Linked DNA regions of Mus musculus: region 1 is linked to region 2. A link is a contact called in public Hi-C data. All regions are on one chromosome and are shown on one strand. Each heading gives the region's core, a stretch centred on a gene start, on an enhancer-like site or on the middle of the called end of the contact. The rest is flanking DNA. Distances are from core to core; before and after follow the strand shown. Region 1 has its middle 6.8 kb from the start of Gm35585. Region 2 holds the start of Alpk1 (alpha-kinase 1).

What was found. A called contact is a pair of places that touch in the nucleus more often than the background predicts.
Region 1: a contact with region 2 is called in a Hi-C map of muscle stem cells, with 2.0 times the contacts expected there. The contact joins the enhancer-like site here to the promoter of Alpk1 in region 2. A contact is called at or near these places in 6 of 39 promoter capture datasets (the C10 cell line, the HPC-7 cell line, fetal liver and 3 more), 5 of 484 Hi-C or Micro-C datasets (the 63-12 cell line, B-cell progenitors, cortical neurons and 2 more), 5 of 115 datasets of contacts at active chromatin or transcription factors (the 230-238 cell line, CD8 T cells, bone marrow-derived dendritic cells and 2 more) and 2 of 9 other capture datasets (adipose tissue and liver).

Annotation. Positions count from the first base shown.
Region 1 is chr3:127,850,853-127,858,237 of GRCm38.p6, reverse strand. No RefSeq gene overlaps it. Among named protein-coding and RNA genes, the nearest start is that of Gm35585, 6.8 kb to the left of the region's middle. Within about 2 kb of position 4,702, at least 32 of the 459 cell types and tissues checked have an H3K27ac peak or open chromatin away from gene starts, as enhancers often do. A contact at or near this core is called in CD8 T cells, cortical neurons and muscle stem cells, where this site is marked.
Region 2 is chr3:127,778,034-127,784,589 of GRCm38.p6, reverse strand. It overlaps Alpk1 (alpha-kinase 1), which reads left to right and starts at 4,063. Exons shown (of 14, transcript NM_027808.1): 1 at 4,063-4,429.

The sequences.
Region 1 (7,385 bases), core at 3,453-5,952, 73 kb before region 2:
TCCACGGTCTGACAAACACTTCTGACAGCACCACCTGTTTTCCTCTCATTAGGAGATCCTCCAGCTCCTGGGAACTTAAAAGCAGTTCTGCCCGAGGATCTCCACTCTATGTGTTATTGGTCACCTGCCTGGGTCTCCAGTGATGACTGAGAAACATGTGTATGACAAACTTGTGAAGTAACAAAGCAAGAGGAACAGCACATTCAAGCTGCTCTAGAAGTTGCTTGGGTCTTAGTTTCCCTACTTGAAACTACCTGCCAACAGCTCTCCAAGAGGCAAAATATTGCTGGATAGTGTTTCAAATGTTTTCAAGTGTGATGATTTATGCATTAGATTCTCTACCTCTTGTCTGTTATTTGTCTGCCCCAAACAAGTGGTTTTCTTTCTCTCTTTTTTCTTTTTTTATTAAAAAAAAAGGTATATATATATATATATATATATATACCACAAGAATACATGAACTGAGTTTTCTTTTAGTAAATAGAATTCTTCACAAAGTTTTCCACAAAGGGCTGGCCTTCAAGATGGAAATTTCCAAAGTATTTTTATTTGCCACAATAACAGCTGCATGCATGGTCAGGCCTGATCACAGAGGGTGGAAGCCCGTGATGCCGGGAAGATGGCAGAGTGTTACAAACTCAGAGGCCAAGCTATTTTCTGCACTTGATCTGTCAGGGTTCAAAGGCTGTGTCATCACTGACTGACTGTGGGGAAGGCAAGCTTAATGGCATATAAATGTCTGGCATGACACTGAAGATCTTGAAAGTGGGAACTCACCACTACCCATGTTATTCACACAGCTGTTTGCCATCAGAGGTCAGTGAAAAAAAATCAGAGGTCAGTAATGAAAGCTTAAATTCTGGAATCCCTGAATGTACATTCATAAAATTCAAACGTACATTCAGAAAGTTCCCCACCTCTACTTCTCTTCCATCACCTTAGCAGAATGCCAGGAAATGGGGAATGGGAGTAAGTGGAGGCCAGGAGGAGTTCCCTGAGAAGCCCCTTGTGATGTCTGCTCAACACTTGTGCTTTTCCTTCAAGTTGTTAATAGTGCCTGTCTTAATTTGACTAGATAAACAGCTGACCAAAACTCATTTATTACATTTAATACCTCTTTCTATAATGTTTCAAGATGCTTTGCTACCCTGCTCAGATGATCCTTGCAGTGACCTGGGTAGTTTGAGAGTTGAATGTAATAGCTTAAAGAACCACAGTAAAGAAGTTCAGTTGAGCCAGTCAGTGGTGGCGCACGCCTTTAATCCTAGCACTAGGGAGGCAGAGGCAGACAGATCGCTGAGTTTGAGGCCAGCCTGTTCTACAGAGTGAGTTCCAAGACAGTCAGGGAGTCATAGAGAAACCCTGTCCCAATAAAGCAAAGCAAATAAGAGAAGAAGAAAGAGGAAGAGAAGGAGGAAGAGGAAGAGGAAGAGGAGGAAGGAAGGAAGGAAGGAAGGAAGGAAGGAAGGAAGGAGTACTAGTTGTAGTTGTTGTCATAGTCATTGTGGTGGTGGTGGTGGTGGTGGTGGTCATCTTCGTTCAGTGGAAGCCATTCTGACCATACCTATCATGTCACTTGCACAACTATTTCTAAAGCCCCCACTTCCCTGGGGCAATGAACCCTTGAAAACATGATTCCCTCCCAAAATTCAAGGTGAAAGGGAGAGCACTAGAAGTGATGGGTTTCTACCTCCATTTAGAGAAAATGATTGCACAGGTCTTTCAGGAGAGACTTGGAGGGAAGCTTAGCCACAGACAATGGCCTCAGGTAGATTGGAGCTTCCCACTCTTGCCTAAGTGCCTCCATAACTGATTTTTTTTGGGGGGGAGGGGGGAGGGATATTTTATTTATTTACATTTCCAAATGTTATCCCCTTTCCCCTCTGGAAACCCCATCCTCCCTCCCCCTGCTTCTATGAGGGTGCCCCCTTCCCACCCATCCACTCCCACCTCCCCACTTTGGCATTCTCCTACATTGGGGCATCTAGCCTTCCCAAGACCAAGGGTCTCTCCTCCCACTGATGTCCGACAAGGTCATCCTCTGCTACATATGTAGATGGAGCCATGGGTCCCTTCATGTGTAGTCTTGTTTGTTTATTTGTTTTTGTTTGTTTTTCGAGACAGGGTTTCTCTGTGTAGCTCTGGCTGTCCTGGAACTCACTTTGTAGACCAGGCTGGCCTCAAACTCAGAAATCCGCCTGCCTCTACCTCCTGAGTACTGGGATTAAAGGTGTGTGCCACCACACCGGGCTTCCATGTGTACTCTTTGGTTGATGGTTTAGTTCCTAGCAGCTCTGGGGTGGTGGGGTGGGGGTGGGGGTCTGGTTCGTTGATACTGTTGTTCTTCCTATGGTTTGCAAACCCCTTCAGCTCCTTCAGTCCTTTCTCTAGCTCTTCCATTGGGGACCTGGTGCTCAGTCCAATGTATTGCCAGGCTCTGCCGGAGCCTCTCAGGAGTGAGCCTCCAGGACTGATCTTAAAGAGGTAAGTAAATCTGAGTTCAGAGCCTGCTGTTCCCATTGCAACACCACAGCACAGCACAGAACCATCTATGTTGCCTGGGCTGCCCAAAGACAGAGACGTTTGACGAGAGGAGGAAATTGATAGAAGCTCCCACTAGAAGTTGCCCTTCTTGGAATATACATACATATATACATACATACATACATACATACATACATAAACTGGCTTTCTAGGATTATAGATAGATAGATAGATAGATAGATACTTTCATTGTAATGGGATCATGAGCCTGTTATGTAAATGTTTTTATCACTGAATATGAATTACCATAGAGTGAAAACTGACAATATGGCCCAAACATCAAGTTAGAATCCTTATAGCAGCATACTTTCTGCCTTACACATACATGTACATTCTATATTTTAATTACTATGAAGCAACCACTATCGTGACTGAGACGAGGCCATGTAGCTGTTGACAATTTTGAGCTGCTGGGACAGGGAGAGACAGTTTTCTCCAAGTGTAGCAGCTGGTAAGTCAACTGTGCATCAGTAGGAGACCATACATCCAATAGACGAGTCATCCAGCCAAGAACTAAACAGAAATAGTGGTGCTAGATGATGCTATAAATCAAATGGACCTGGCAGATATTTACAGAACATTTCACTCAAATATCAAAGACTATAACTTCTTAGCACTTCATGAGACCTTCTCCAAATTGACCATATAACTGGACACAAAACAAGTCTCAAGAAATACAAGAAAATTGAAACATCCTGCATCCTATCTGACCATCATGAATTAAAGCTGGCAACAACAGAAACAAAAGGAAGCTTACAAATTCACTGAAACAGAACAACTCACTTCTGAATGGAAAATGTCAGGAAATTGAGAAAGAAAATTTAAAGTTTTTAGAATTGAATGAAAATGAAAACCCAACATCCCCACACATATGGAACACAATGAAGGATGTTCTAAGAGGCTAGTTCATAGCACTAAGTGCTTATAAAAAAATATTGGAGAGATCTCATATTAGTAACTTAATAGCATGCTTGAAAACTCTAGAACAAAAAGTAGAAATCGCATCCTCAAGGAGCAGACAGCAAGAAATAATCAAACTTGGGGCTGAAATCAATAAACTAGAGACAATCGATGAAACAAATGGTTGGTTGAAAAAAAATCAGTAAGCTTGATAAACATCTAGTCAGATTAACTAAAAGGTGGAGAGAGAAGATCCAGATTAGTAAAATTAGAGACAAACATGGGGAAACAACAGCAGAAAGAAAATATCAACAATTGGGACCCATCTGGTGCCCAGCAAATTTGGGCTTTGGAATGCAGGACACTCCCGGATTCTGAGGAGGAGGAAAAGAAGGAGGAGAAGGGGGAAGACGAGGAAGAGGAAGAGGAAGAGATGGCTGCCTTCAGGATTCCAGGGACTGACTCTCGGTAGAACTAGGGCCCTGTGCTCGAAGCTACTGCCTCTGGCAAGGGAAGAGATCTTCCTAAACTACTGCTGGCAGAGGGAACTCAACCCTGTCTAGGTCTCCAAGATGCTACACACTGCAGTCAGCAACTGCTGTGGCCGTTTCCAGCCTGCAGACAGAAGTCCATACAGAACACTTCAGAGACATGCTGCTCTGGAGGTCATCGCATGGTAATCCTCTAATTCTCTGCTGGGGACAACCCTGATGCCTTCTAGAACACTGACAGGGAATACTTCTTAGAGCTGTAGCTAGCACACAGTCTTTGCCTGGATTGGATTTCAAACCTACTTCGTTTCAATCACAAAAGAGGCAGGAATGCAAAAGAACCCCGTTGAGAATAGCAGTCTGTATCCACCAGCTGCCTCGCTACAGCAGCCTAATCTTTAACAGAGGTGTCAAAAACACGCAGTAAGAAAAAGGACAGCATCCTCAACACATGCTTCTGGTAACACTGCACGGAGTTCCAGTGCTTGTAACAGAACTAAGCTTTCGACCTGTACAAAACCTCAATTCACAATGTATCAAAGGCCTTAATTAGACCTGCAGCTCTGGGCCCTGCGCAGCCAGGTCAAGTGTCCTGCCTCTCTGGTGCTCCTCTAGCCCAAGGCTTTCCTGGTGTAATGGCCACCATCCATAGCCTCAGCCGTACTGCCGTTCCTCGTATGCAACCTTTTAATACACCAAGAAGCCTTTCTTGTTGGGAAGAATCTGTTTCTGGCTGACTGTCAAACTGAACGCTGGTCCTCAGAGGCGACATGGCTCCCCCTTTTGGCTGAACAGAGCACAGCTAATCTTACTCGTGTCAGCATAGCCTGTAAGGCTTGGTCTGACCTAAGGATGCACTCTAGTTTTTATTATAGGCCTAGAGTTTTAGTCTTCTTTAAAAGGCAAATAATTTGGGCTTGCCTGAAGTACTTAGAGAGTTTTTAGTAAAACATTGTAACAAATGTATATATTATTATAAATTATTAAGATTAGTTTGCGGTGGGAAGTTTGTGCCATGCTGTGTTGGGTGTGTGTGTGTGTGTGTGTGTGTGTGTGTGTGTGTGTGTGTGTGTGATTGTGTGAGGCTGAAGCTTTTGCTGTGGCATACATATCAGAGGACAAGTCTGTGAAGTGAGTTTTCTCCTTCCACGTTTATGGGTGTCCTGGGGAGTAACCTGGGGTCACTAGGCTTACACGATAAACACTTTACCAACTGAGCCATCTCACTGCTCCCAACACATTTTTTTTTAATAAGATGTAAAATTTTGAATACAGATTTTAAGACAACTTGATTGATGTCTTATCAAAACACTTGAAAGGCTCTGTATAAGGAGGGAAGACAGATGGCGACTGTTTTCTATAACAGCTGCCATTTTCCGTCTTCCTTACTGGGGAAGTCGCCTTAGAAAGCAGAGCAGCCTTTGCTGCCTCAGCAATAAATGCACGAGAGTGAGCCATATCCGTAAAGGGCCAGACGGTTAACATCTTCACAAGTCATGCGACTTCTGATGCAGTTTTTAAAATCCTTGGGGGGGGGGGCGGGAATGAAGTCAGACCAATTGGGAAGAGATGACCATTGTTCCACTCCAGCAAAACTGCTTTTGAACACTGAAATTTAAATCTGTTATAGTTCACTGAATCTTGATAGATATTAGTATATTTATTTCTTCTTCTTCTCATCCTCCTTTTTTCCCCCCAAAATAAACCTTATAGTTTTTGAGCTATGCAGAGTGTGTGGTGAGCTAGACAGCCAGGGAGCAGAGCTGGCAAGCCTGCTTGAGTCTGCGCCTCGCCTCCCACTTGGCTGTACATCCTCAACTCCAGCCACATTTCCAGTTCATCCTGCAGTGAACATCCCGAAGCACCTCAAACCAAAGCCATTTGAAATGAACTCATGACACATGTCTCATCCTGGCCATCTGCCTGCCTGTCGAAAGCCACTGTTTCTGCTTATTGCACATTATCCCCGTCATCCGGGCTTGACAGTTAGAACTCCTGCTCCTCTGACTCAGGATCCTTGTGGATCCTTGTGGATCTAGCTCTGGCTCTGACATTGGTTCCCCCTCAGTGCGTCCAGCATGGCTGTTGGCTAATGGCACAGGTCCTAAAGTTCTCCTCCAGTTGTGTCCCTGTAGGACTGTGAAGCTTTACCAAGTGTAGTATAAACGATTTCAATTGGTAGTTGTCTTAGTTAGGGTTTTACTGCTGTAAACAGACACCATGGCCAAGACAACTCTTATAAGGACAACATTTAATTGGGGCTGGCTTACAGGTTCAGAGATTCAGTCCATTATCATCAAGACAGGAGCATGGCAGCATCCAAGCAGATATGGTGCAGGAGGAGCTGAGAGTTCTACATCTTCATCTGGAGAAGATTAGCTTCCAGGCAGCTATGATGAGGGTATTAAAGCCCACGCCCACAGTGATACACCCTTCTCCAACAAGGCCACACTTAATAGTGCCATTCACTGGACCAAACATATACAGACCATCACAGTAGTGAAGGCCTTTAAGACATTATCTCAAAGATGTTTCTAGTCTTGCTTCATTCTAAACACAATCAGCCTTCATGAGCAAGTGTGGGGCACTAATGTACTGTTAGAATAATAAGCAAGAATAGCATGGTTCTGCATTGTTTACAGTCTAGCTGTGGGAAGGGGGTTAATCAAGTTGTCCTGTAAAGATAGAAGGTAAAACTGTGGTGAAGTATCATGAAGTAATCCTTTCAGAGAACAAACAGAACCTTCCTTGTAAAGTTTTATACAACAGGGAACTCTCCGCTTCCAACACAGGGAGAGCTGTTACTAACAGCCTTTCTAAACTGCAGGTGCTTGGGTGGCTGTAGCCTCCCTCAGCCCTGAAGCAGGCTGATCCAGACTTTGACCTTGCTACCACTAAGAAGGAGATTACCTAGGGTGGAGCCTTCCGACCTAGCTGGCTCTTTTGTCCTGTCACCTGCCACTGCTCTCTCCAAGACACTGCTACCTGCTGAGAAGCCCCCAGATATTCCAGAGGAACTTTCTATCCTGCAGGTCGCCCACAGGCTGGCTCCAGACACCAAGAATGGGCTGGAAGGGGATGGGCCGTCCCCCTTATAAGCACACTCTCTTAGTAAACTGGCGGGGCTTGAACAGAATCGTGCCTTGGTCTCCATTCACCTCTCGCCCTCTAAGTCTCTTTCAGCTCCAGCCTGCCTCCCAGGTATACCCTGCAGGCCGGCATACAACAGGTAGCAACAGTAGAGCTTCCTTCCACACTAGTTTGAGCAATATGTCTCGTTTCCATGGTATGAAGAGACTCTGCTTCCTAGCCATATATTTCCTCTTGCTGGTTATATTCCTATATGCAGTATGTGACTGAAATAAAGATCCTCCTCCAAAGTTATGCAGGATATCACAACACCCTCCACACCACACCACACCACACCCACCCACCCACACACACACACAC
Region 2 (6,556 bases), core at 2,814-5,313:
TGCTGTTGTCTTTCTTCTGCCATTTTGGGCATTCTTTCCCCAAATCCTTTGTAGATTAGATTCCTCCTTTTCTTCATAAATTCTGTTTTAGGTTGAGTTCAGTAGTAATGGCTTGTTAGACATGTGCCAAGTGCTGGATTTGATTCCCAGCACGAAGAGGTGAAGGAAAAGGACAAGGGAGAAGAGGAGGGGAGGAGGGAGAGGAGGAGGGGAGGAGGGAGAAGAGGAGAATGAAAAAGAACAAAATCATCTAAGTCCAAGTATTATATTTATATTACTAAGTGTCTTCTTCTGTCCACTCCTACCCTCTGCTCGTCTCTACCTATAGTTTGCTTTTTTCCCCAATTACCTTTACATCATTTATTCCCAGTTTTCATATCTCTCATCCAGGCCTGTTTATTTCCACTCTTATCAAGACTAATTGAGCTCCTCCATCAGTTATGTCTAGACTACCACAATAGCTTTGAAATTCCGTTTCTAATCCTACCATAATCCACAATCCGAACTTCCTACTGTAATTTTTCTTTCTAAAATGTATGCATTTATTGTCATATACTCTTGTGAGCGCCCGACTCACCAGCAAAGCAGACGCCACAACAGGATCCTTCTGCACATGTTTATTAGGAGAGCTTGATTGCAGAGGCGAAAAGACCCCGAGCCCAGAACTGGTGCTGCTTATATAGGCCTAGAAGAGGCGTGTCTCACACCCGGATTGGTTATACTTACTACCTCATTTGCATGTCTCACATCTGATTGGTTAACATGTCTCTCATCTGATTGGTTAACATGTCTCTCATCTGATTGGTTAACATGTCTCTCATCTGATTGGTTATATTCTCAAAACCTCATCTTGGTTAAAAATTTTACTGCATATGTACACAATGGGTGTCTACCCAAACTTATGCGTGGTGGCCAGCGGTAGCCAGTGCCACCCTGCAACGGCACATGTGGCTTCCCACAATATATATGACAGTTTTCCAAGACCTGCCAGTGTGCGGTGGGCAGAAGTATGTGCTGGTGATGAAGCACAAAGCACCCACTGCCTGTGCAGACTTCTGCCCACATACCCAGCTAACTCTTGATCCCTTCCTCCTCCACCCACCTGCCACCATGGGGCTTTGAGGTCATGACTTGTGTGCACTACCAACACCCACAGTGCCAAGGCAGCACTTGGCACAAACCAGACACTTCTATCATGTTTACACAAACAAATAAGTGATAGGCATTTGCTTCAGCATTTTATATTCAAAACAATAAAACCTAGATAATCAGAATCAATACGGTAGGGCAGGCCGTTTTTCTAAGTGTACCACTTGAGTGTACGCCTCAGACATTTACAGTAAGTGAAGCTTTTGTTTATAAATTTCTACATGGGACTGTTATCTTGGGAAACTTTCTGGAACTCAATGTTGTGATTAAAAATGAAACATCACATCTCATGTTTCTATGGCTCTAGGAATTTTTGCCAGGAATGCTTATCACAGAGAGACGTGGCTATTGTCCAGACTCTATGAAGATAAATGACTCACACACTGGTTTCTTCTCAATGTCTTCTCATATTTCTATGTATCCATCGCCTTCTTTTAGGCACTAAAATATCACTCCTTCTCCTCAAGTAAATTTTTTAAATTTAACTTTATGTTTTTACTTATTCACGTTATATCCTGCTCGTTGTCCCCTCCTGGTCTCCCCTCCCATAATCCTTCCTCACTCTTCCCTCCCCTTCTCCTCTGAGTAGGTGGGGCTCCCTGAGTATCCCCTGATCCTGGCACTTTAAGTCTCTTCGAGGTTAGGCACATCCTCTCCCACTGAGGCCAGACAAGGCAGCCCAGCTAGAAGAACATATCCACGTACAGGCAACAGCTTTTGGGATAGCTTCTGCTCCAGTTCAGGACCCACATGAAGACCAAGCTGCACATCTGCTACATGTGTGTGGGGAGGTCTAGGTGTAGCTCATGTATGAGTTCTGTGGTTGGAGGTTCAGTCTCTGAGAGCCCCAAGGGTCCAGGTTAGTTGACTTTGTTGGTCTTCCTGTGGAGTTCCTATCCCTTTTGGGACCCCAGAAATCCTTCCTCCTATTCTTCCATCAGACTCAAATAATTTCTAACACTTCTTTTACTTGCCTGCTCCCAAGCAGAATTCTTAAAAAAAAAGTCACATATATTGAAGTTGATGTTTGTTTTTTATTATAATTTTAAATAATTACAAAAGATCTCTGTGTGGTTTTCCTAAACAAAACTCTACATGTTCTTTCTTCCTTCCTTCCTTCCTTCCTTCCTTCCTTCCTTTCTTTCTTTCTTTCTTTCTTTCTTTCTTTCTTTCTTTCTTTCTTTCTTTTTTCTTCCTTCCTTCCTTCCTTCCTTCCTTCCTTCCTTCCTTCCTTCCTTCCCTCCCTCCTTTCTCTCTCTCTCTTCTCTCCTTGGGACCAGATCTCACTATGTAGTCCTCTAGGACTCACTCTATATACCAGACTGGCCTTGAACTCACAGATATTCACTTGCATCTGCCCCAAGCCCAAGTGCTGAGATTAATGGTGTGTGCCATAAGGCCCATGCATATTCTTTTAAAGGCCAAGCAAAATTATATGTCAAATAATTTGGCACCCCTAACATCTCTCTATAAAGGCATGAAGATTTTTTTAACAATTGTGAAAATTTATATTATTCTATCTAAGTTTCTGTTTCTATTACGTTTCCTTCATAGACTTTTCTCATAGTACAAAACTTGCTCTTATATCTCTGTGTTTTTCTCATTTATATACAGTAATATATATATATATATTAAAATTATTTCTCTTTTTTGCTACAGACACTATTGAATAAACATTCTAAAGACAGGCCTATTCAATGCTTACAATACATGTATTTTTAATTTGTAATTTATTTAAAAGATAAATACAAAGTTACATATTTGATGAATGCCGAATAACAGAGTGCTATTTAAAAGTGCATTTCTCAATGATATTTATGGTACTTAGAAGTTAGTTAACAGATGCACATTATCTATAGCTACAATAAAGTAACATTCCAAGAAAGAACATACATTAAAAAAGGAAACTCTAGTTATGTAAATAAATGGAAAGTTTTGTTATAGTAATTCTATGTTCTTACTTGAACAACTTTTTTTTTTTTCCTGTTTGCTTTTTCTTTTCCAAGACAGGGTTTCTCTGTGTAATCCTGACTGTCCTGGAACTCATTAGTTAGACCAGGCTGGCCTTGAACTCACAGGGATCTACCTGTCTCTACCTCCTAAATACTAGGATTAAAAGAGCACACCATCACTCTGGCTGGTCGAACAACTTCTAAAGTCATGGGTGAAGAATTATTGCCGATCACAAGTCAGTGTTTAGGCAATCTAGCTTTTGACCGCTTGGATCGTTCCTTCCACTTGGTTGAGAAGCAGAGCTGGAATCCGTCCAACTGGCTAAAGCATTTGCTGCCCAGGTGCGGAGAGATTTCTGTTCTCATTTCTTGGGTCATGTACCAAAGGCTTTACCCAAATGCTTCCTGTTGGTATTACTAGATCCATTCCTGCCCTGGAGAGTTGGCTCAGCGGTTAAGAGCACTTGTTGCTGTTGCCCTTGTAAAGATGCCCAGGTTCGATTCCCAGCACCCACACGGAGGCTCACCACCTCCTCAAATATGAAGGCAAAACACTCATACACATAAGATAGTAAAAATAAACCTTAAAAAGAAAAGAAAGTCCATTCCTATTCTTTCTAAAGAAACTTCCTCAGCACAGCAGGCTCAGAAAGGCTCGAGAAAGTTAAAATATTGTTGACCTCTTAAAACTTTTCCAATAAAAAATGTCTTTTTTTTGATAAACATTTTAACATCTTTTCATGTACTTTTGACATGTTTTTTTATCAAAACTTGAGTCTCAGATTTCATTTGCTTCGACCGTTGAAAGACAAACCAGTTATCAGACAAGTTCCTTTCCTTGTGAAAGTTCAGGGAAACTCCTTATTTGGAGTAGGGCAGAGATGGAGTCATCCAAGAGTGAAGGAAGAGACTGCCAATGAGAAAGCAGGAACATAATGACACTATTTTGATGTCATCAAAAGACAAGCTCTCCTTGTCCCCTTTTGGGGGTCGATCTCGGAATTGGAGCGCAGAGGAGAAGTAGGCGTCGCAGAGGCACGTGTATCAACACGTTTATTTGCACTTGAGGCCAAGCTGGGGTTTTCCTGGTGGACGGTGCCAGAGTCAGTAACACGACTCCCAGAAGACCTTTCCCGCAACAGTCCCTAACGGGGCGTGTCTTGGCGTGGCGTTAGACAAGCACGGTCTGAGCAAGGAAGGACTTTTCTTTTCAGATTCCCGTTTCCTGAAACAGAAGCTGTTGAGGAGAAACGCTGTGTTTCCGGGAGGTTGTACCGGAATAAAGACTCTCCCGGGTCAGACTGCTGCTCTGAAGTGTTATTTTCTGAGTGAGTATCAGCTTACAAATGAAAACTTGCAGGAGGTGCGGTGCAGATGCTCGCAGGATGGGGGCGGCAGAGTGTTCTCAAAGGTGATTGCGGTAGACTTGGTGCCACCTCTGTCTCTGTTGCTTTTAAGTAACTCTTGAGCCCTTAGAAAGGTTTGCGCTTCTAGAAGCTCCTCAGAAGGGACAGGGGGGAAAAAAGAGCAGAGGAAAGGCTACCTACAGTTCAGTTGTTGTGAAGAGGAGAAAAATATGAACCCTTTAATGTATATATATATATATGGATTAATAGCAATGTACTTAGTCACAGAACTTGCCAGACCTGCTAGCCTTACTGCTCACAAAATCAGTGTCTGATGAGGGCATTAAAGGATTGTGGGGACTACTGATTTGAAACTGGGTTTGGAGCACATAGGAAGCTATCAAAGACGCTGCCGCTTGCTTGTACGATGGAGTCAGTAATTTCTTGCCAGGGCACAGTTGTGTGAATGTCACTCAGCATACTTGGGGAGTAGGGACAGAAATTCTGGGTGTGGGCAAGTCTTGGTTACAAAGAAAGCGCACATAAAAAAAATTAAATTCCTTTGGGTGTCTAGGTAAAATGGTCCTATCATTAAAAAATTGTAACATTTGAAAGTAGCACTCTAGCCTGGAAAGTCACAAATTAAAACCTCTGAAGTTGTTAGTATTTACAGCAGGTACCAGCACAAAGGCAGGAGCAGATGAGCAGATTTTATGTCACAACACAATGTCACCTCCATCCTAATACTTGCTTCTTGGCATTTGAAAAAACTGTGTGCTTCTAACACTCCTAAAAGTGACAATATTGACCTTTGCCTGATGAGACGTCACAGCTAAAAACTATTTCAGAGTTTCCTGTGTCTGTTTGTTGCTTCTGCTCAAGCCTACACAGGTCTCCATGCGCCTTACTTTGCCCTCAATGTTCTTGAACATTTGAGAGCATTCGTGACTGTAGAAGCTTCAAACCTGAGTCACACTGTCCCCAAAGTATAATACCCATGCTACCGATTTTACATGACACCTGCCAAGCCCTCTACCACTAAAGAATTAGATTACATTCTTAGTTTAACATTCATTATACATCCTATGATTAATTCTGGAGATATGGGTTGTTATCAAGCCTGATATCCTGGGTTCAGTTCCTGGTGCCTGCATGGTGGACGGAGAGATACAATTCTCACATGTCCTCTGACCTCCATGTGGGCTGTGAAGGGTGGGGAGGGGCAGACAGCTGAGAGCACTGCCACACACTGAATGAATGTCTCTGATTTTTTTTTTCATTTTTTATTAGGTATTTAACTCATTTACATTTCCAATGCTATACCAAAAGTCCCCCATATCCACCCACCCCCACTCCCCTGCCCACCCACTCCCCCTTTTTGGCCCTGGTGTTCCCCTGTACTGGGGCATATAAAGTTTGCAAGTCCAATGGGCCTCTCTTTCCAGTGATGGCCGACCAGGCCATCTTTTGATATATATGCAGCTAGAGTCAAGAGCTCCGGGGTACTGGTTAGTTCATAATGTTGTTCCACCTATAGGGTTGCAGATCCCTTTAGCTCCTTGGCTACTTTCTCTAGCTCCTCCATTGGGAGCCCTGTGATCCATCCAATAGCTGACTGTGAGCATCCACTTCTGTGTTTGCTAGGCCCCGGCATAGTCTCACACGAGACAGCTACATCTGGGTCCTTTCAATAAAATCTTGCTAGTGTATGCAATGGTGTCAGCGTTTGGATGCTGATTATGGGGTGGATCCCTGGATATGGCAGTCTCTACATGGTCCATCCTTTCATCTCAGCTCCAAACTTTGGCTCTGTAACTCCTTCCATGGGTGTTTTGTTCCCAAATCTAAGGAGGGGCATAGTGTCCACACTTCAGTCTTCATTCTTCTTGAGTTTCATGTGTTTAACAAATTATATCTTATATCTTGGGTATCCTAGGTTTGGGGCTAATATCCACTTATCAGTGAATACATATTGTGTGAGTTTCTTTGTGAATGTGTTACCTCACTCAGGATGATGCCCTCCAGGTCCATCCATTTGGCTAGGAACTTCATAAATTCATTCTTTTTAATAGCTGAGTAGTACTCCATTGTGTAGATGTACCACATTTT